2 separate regions of the Camelus dromedarius genome follow, and region 1 is linked to region 2. A link is a contact called in public Hi-C data. All regions are on one chromosome and are shown on one strand. Each heading gives the region's core, a stretch centred on a gene start, on an enhancer-like site or on the middle of the called end of the contact. The rest is flanking DNA. Distances are from core to core; before and after follow the strand shown.

The links. Hi-C and Micro-C count contacts between places; a contact is called where the count stands out from the background.
Region 1: a contact with region 2 is called in a Hi-C map of muscle, with 2.7 times the contacts expected there. The contact joins the promoter of LOC105089718 here to the promoter of LOC105089723 in region 2.

Annotation. Positions count from the first base shown.
Region 1 is chr24:21,982,686-21,985,386 of mCamDro1.pat, forward strand. It overlaps LOC105089718 (cytochrome c oxidase subunit 6A2, mitochondrial), which reads right to left and starts at 1,354. Exons shown (of 3, transcript XM_010980816.3): 1 at 1,188-1,354; 2 at 886-1,022; 3 at 661-790. The coding sequence starts at 1,260. The coding sequence ends at 707.
Region 2 is chr24:21,839,953-21,842,705 of mCamDro1.pat, forward strand. It overlaps LOC105089723 (apoptosis-associated speck-like protein containing a CARD), which reads right to left and starts at 1,271. Exons shown (of 2, transcript XM_010980821.3): 1 at 924-1,271; 2 at 1-266. The coding sequence starts at 1,197. The coding sequence ends at 10.

The sequences.
Region 1 (2,701 bases), core at 104-2,603, 140 kb after region 2:
AATGAAATGTCCAGAGTTTGCTTGAACCAACATCCCCCTTGAATGGTGTCCCCAGAAACTAGGAGAACCAGACTTCCAGAAAGGAAGCATCTGCTCCCTCAACTAATACAGAAGACCCATTAAAGGTGGTCACAGAGAATGATCGAAATATTCCACATCCAGAATTGGGTCACGAAGCCTCACATATAGGGCTGGCTGTAGAATCTATGTTTGAAATCAGGGTTGTTTCCAGATAGCTGGAATTCACAGATGCCCTCTATGTGTGTCAGGCGAAAAGTGGTACTTCAGGGCCTGCAGCCCTGAGTCCCCACGGGGCCTCTGATGAGCTGCCTGAGCTTAAGTCATTTAATCTCTGAGAATCTCAAATTCCTCCCCTGGAGAAGGGGCAACCACAATTATATTTTGCTCCCACAGTTACTGTGAGAATGCTGTGTATCTGAAAGCTCTTTACAGCCGAGAGCCCTAATTATTAATAGGTGAGAGAGGAGCGACCATCTCATACCTGTTCATCAAGAATGTTCCCTCAAGTCCCTCGCAAGTCAGGGTCTCAGGAAGAGCAGGTGGAGCGCCCACTGCGCCGTGCGCATGCGCCCGGAGAGAGCCATCGACGCCCCACCCCGCCCCGCGGTCTCATGGCGCGAGCCCCACGGAGCCTGCGGACACACAGCTTCCACACTTTTATTGTCTGAGGGCATCAGTCAAGGTCTCAGGGCTGTTCATAGCCCGTGGGCAGAGGGTTGACCCGGGGATTGTGGAAAAGAGTGTGGTTGCCGTCTCCCCAGGAGTAGGGCTGTGGAGAGAGGGAGGGAGAGCAAGGAGTCAGCCTGGGGGGCCCCCGCATCCCCTCACCCCTCTGCCCGCTCGCGCCCTCGGGGGCCAGTGTACCTTGGTGCGGATCCGGAGATGGTGGTAGGGGATGAACTCGGGGCGCTTGTGGTGGCCCGAGTGGAGCCAGGAGTTGAGTGTGCAGAGGGCCACGCTCGGGAGCGCCAGCATGAAGGTCAGGAGGCGCCAGGTGCGGGCTGCAGCAGGGGACAGGACCGGGTGAGAGAGAGAGGTGGACTGGGGCGCGGGGGAGGATCACCGGTGGGGGTGTTGCCAGGGCCCTGAAAGGGCCCAGAGGTGGGAGTTGGGGGACAGATGGACAAGGTCAGGAACCCAAGGGGTCAGGCTCCGGCTGCACTCACCTCCGGCCCCTCCGTGGTCTCCCTTGGCCGCACTGGCCAAGCCCCGACTCAAGGACCTCAGAGGCAAAGACATTTCGGTGGGAGAAGCTGGGGACAACAGCACTGTCCTTTCAGTCTCCTTCAGTGAGGCCTAGGCTCCCCTCTCCTCTCTTTGGGCCAATCACCTGTTGAGTCTGTAACATGAGTGGCTATTTTTAGGGGGTTTCTATATTTAAAATGAGGCCTGACTGGCAGGAGATCCTTCTCTCCAGACAGCTGCTGTACTGTGCCTCTTACCAAAGTAAAAGGACATTTAAAATACAATATTGTTTTATATATATATATATAGTTTCAGAGAACTATTTTGTTCAATACTCTATTCCCAGTGGCTAGGTCTTTACTAAATATTTGCAGAATGAATTGTGTCCTTTTGAACTTCAGGGTTTTTTTTTAATGTGTAAAATATATAATAAATTGTACCTTAAATGATCTTTATGAAGTTTAAGTGAAGTAATATAGGAATGTGCCAGCTTAGAGTCTGGCACATAACTGGAGCTCAGTATATGTATTAGTAACAATTCTTTGCAAAGAGCAGAACTTGCTTTGACTAGTTTTTAGAAGATAAGCAGTTGGGAATCTGAGGTAGCAGTATCTCTGGTCCAGCCTGAGAGGACTACCGTCTGCACCGCCAGAAACAAACCGTTCTGTGGGCCAGCTGCAGGGAGACACCACCACAGTTCACAGTGCTGGACACTGGATGCCAAAAACTTCGTCAGTGCTGCCCTGGAAAGTGTCATCAAAAATTTAATTAATAGTCAGTCTAAGAAAGAAGAGGAAAACTTGATTCGAGCCAACCTGAGGATTGTAACCGGGGAGACAGTATTTGCAGCAGCATGGATGGACCTAGAGATGCTCATACTAAGCAAAGTAAGCCAGAAAGAGAAAGACAAATACCATATGATATCACTTATATGTGAAATCTTAAAAGATGACACCAATGAACTTGTTTAAAAGGCAGAAATGGCCTCGCATAGAATATAAACTTATGGTTGCCGGGGGAGGGGGTGGGAAGAGAGGAGGGGTAAATTGGAAGTTTGGGATTTGCAGATCCTAGCTGCTGTGCATAAGATAGATAAACAGTGGGGTCTGGCTGTATAGCACAGGGAACTGTATTCAATATCTTGTAATACCCTATAATGAAAAAGAAAATGAAAAGGAATATATGTATAAAGTTGTGTCACTATGCTGTACACTGGAAACTAGCACAACATTGTAAATCGACTATAAGTCAATTTAAAAATAAAAATAAAAAAATAACTGGGGAGACGGTCTTACAGAAAGCTCTGAGGACGTTTCTAAAGGTCAAGGCAGTTATTATAAGTGTTTGAGACAAAGGGTTATACATCAGAATAACATATTGACAATTTACATAGTCCAACAATGCATACAGTGAGTTATTGTGACCTGTTACAGTATTGGGAAAGGAGTGTTATCTCCCAAGGAATTACTTTGCTGGTGCTAGGAGGAAATTGCCT
Region 2 (2,753 bases), core at 21-2,520:
GGAAGATGCTCAGCTCCGCTCCAGGTCATCCACCAGGTAGGGCTGGGTTTCCCTTAGGCTCTGAAGGAGTAGATCCTTGCAGGTCGTGTTCCAGGCTGGAGCAAAGCTGAAGAGCTTCCTCATCTTGGTTGGGTTGGTGTGCTCTGCCCGCACTGCCTGGTACTGATCTTCTGTCAGGACCTTCCCATACAGGGAATCCAGCACCCCATCCACGTCTGTGACCCGTGCGATGAGGGCCGCCCGATGCTGGTCCACAAAGTGCGGTGCTGGGGCAGGAGGGAGGAGAGCAGGTGAGCTGGCACCCGGCGTGGGTGCTGGGGCCTATCCCTGTTGAACACTGCTTTCTTCAGAAGTTGCCTTGAATGCACCCCTAAGGGACAGGGCTCAAGGTGGGCATTCCCCAGGGCTCTGGGTATAGTGGGAATTATGTAACTTTGTCTCCCTTTCTCCCAGCCAGGCTCAGCCCCAGGAAGTGTGTGAGTGGGTTGGTGGGAAGGGTTGGCCTAGTGTCATGCTCCCTGGGTGTTCTGGGCCTTGTGACAACAGGTAGACTGCACAGGAGTGCAGTGGGGTGCATCTGGGGAGGTGCCCTGGCAGGTGATCTTGGTTATGAAGGCCTCACCTGGCTTGGCTGCTGCCTGGGGAGGGGCCTTGATCCCAGCTGGCTTTGCTCCGGGGGCTGTAAGAAAATCAAATGATGTCTACAATCTCTGGGGTAAGGGGCCCCTTAGTCCGGAAGCCAAAGTCACTACCAAATGGGGGAAGCCTCCTTTCCCAGCAAGAAGAGCTTGTATTAAGGGGTAGGAGGAACAGGAAGTGAAAGAACCCGAGTGGGTTGGGAGGAGGGTGTAGGCAGGATACTAGAGAAGCCCTGGGGGTCTGGATCTCTGCGGAACGTGGGGGTGGGGGTGGGGCACGCTCACCCTTGCGCATGGTCTCCTGCAGCTGCTCTGCCACCTCCTGCATGCCCATGTCACGGAGCACGAGCGCCGTAAGCTCGGCGCCATATGGCTCCAGATAGTAGCTGACCAGCTTGTCGGTGAGGTCCATGGCATCCATGGGCAGAAGTGTTCCCCGCGGGATGCGCCCATAGCCGTCGCGCAGCGGCACCGAGAGCAGCTTCATCTTGAACTTCTTGAGCTCGTCGGCGGTCAGGCTCTCCAGTGCATCTAGGATGGCATCGCGCGTGCACCCCATGGCTCCAGGATCCCCGCTGGTGCCTCTCACCTCGGGTGTCTGCCGAGCGGGAAGTCTGCTCCAGGGCGGGACCTGAAACTCCCCGCCTTCTCTGAACTCTCAACTTTGTCCCAGCCCATTGCCCTGGGGTGTACCCCGTTCGTTTCCATCCACTCCTGGCCGTCGGGGGGCGCCCAGACCACTTCCTTCAGCGGGTCCGGGAGGTGGGACCCAAGAGACCAGGTGGAAAAGGGCTTGTGGCTGGTGCCTGCCTCTCCAGGCTTGCACTAGTTAGGACAGACTAGGAACCTAATTTATTGGAGCACCAAGGCTTAGAATCTTTGAATTCTAGAACGCTGAAATCTCCATATTTTCCCAAAGCTTAGCATCCTCTCTCACATGTCATAGAATCAGAACCATAGAATCCTAAGAGCCAGAACCATGTAGCTTCCCAAATTTCACATGGGAGAAATAAAGTGTGAAAAAGAGGGTAGAGATTAAGTGTATGTGCTCTCTCTCTGAGCCTGTTTCCTTATCTATAAAATGGGGATAATAACACTTCACTGAGCCACTTAGTAAATATACCAGCATAACATGGGCTACCTGATGGTGCCTGAAACCTTCCTGGGAGAGCCAGGATTTGGTTCCTGAGGAGCTGAAATCCTTGGGAAGTGATGACAAGAAACACTTGCAATGGTTGAGAAAATTGTCTATTGGAGGGAAAGTCATGGGTGGAGAGCTACTCTGGGGCTAGGGGGCTTGGCCCAGAAGAGAATTTGGAAGTTGGCATGGGTTGGCATTGGAAGCCAGACTGTGCCCAGAATCCTTAACTTGCTCTTAACATGGCTCTGAAGGCCCTGCTAGTCTGCCCCTCTGGACCTCACCCAGCCTTGCCTTGCACCACACCCTGCCCCGCCTCCATCTCTGAGTTCAACCACACTGGCCTCTCAGTTCTTCAAACGCTCCAGGCTCCTTTGCTTCTCCAAGCCTTTAAACATGCTGTTCCCTCAGCCTGGAGCTCTTTTTCCTCACTCTTTGCCTGACAAACTCTGGAGGCTTTAGGTCTTAAGTTAAATGCTGCTTCCTCCAGGAGACCAGGTTTAGAATCCCTCCAGTTCAAAACACCTACTTATTTGTAGCTCTCATAGCAATTGTGACTAAATTGTAACTAACTTTGTGTATTTGTTTAGCATTGGTCTTCCCTGACAGTCTGTAAATGTGCGTGTCCAGATCATCGTTATATCTGTGGCATCCGGAAGAGTGCTGGGCCTACAGCAGGTACTCACTAAATCTTCATGGGATCAATAATGGATGAATAGGCCTTGTGGCTCAATGGGGATACCAGGAACTGAAGGTGTGCCTTCTATATAAGGAAGAGGCAGCTTCCAGAAGCGGAAAGACTGGACTGAAGCCATACAGTCTCGACTGAATCCCGAATCTCCTTCCTCGGTGGGTATTGGGAAGCCTTCCTTTTCCCCTCTCAGCTGGGTTGTAACAATCACCTTTCCTTCTAGGGATGTGATCCTGACATTTCGGACATTCATTTCTTCACTGGGCATCCATCCACCACACGATCC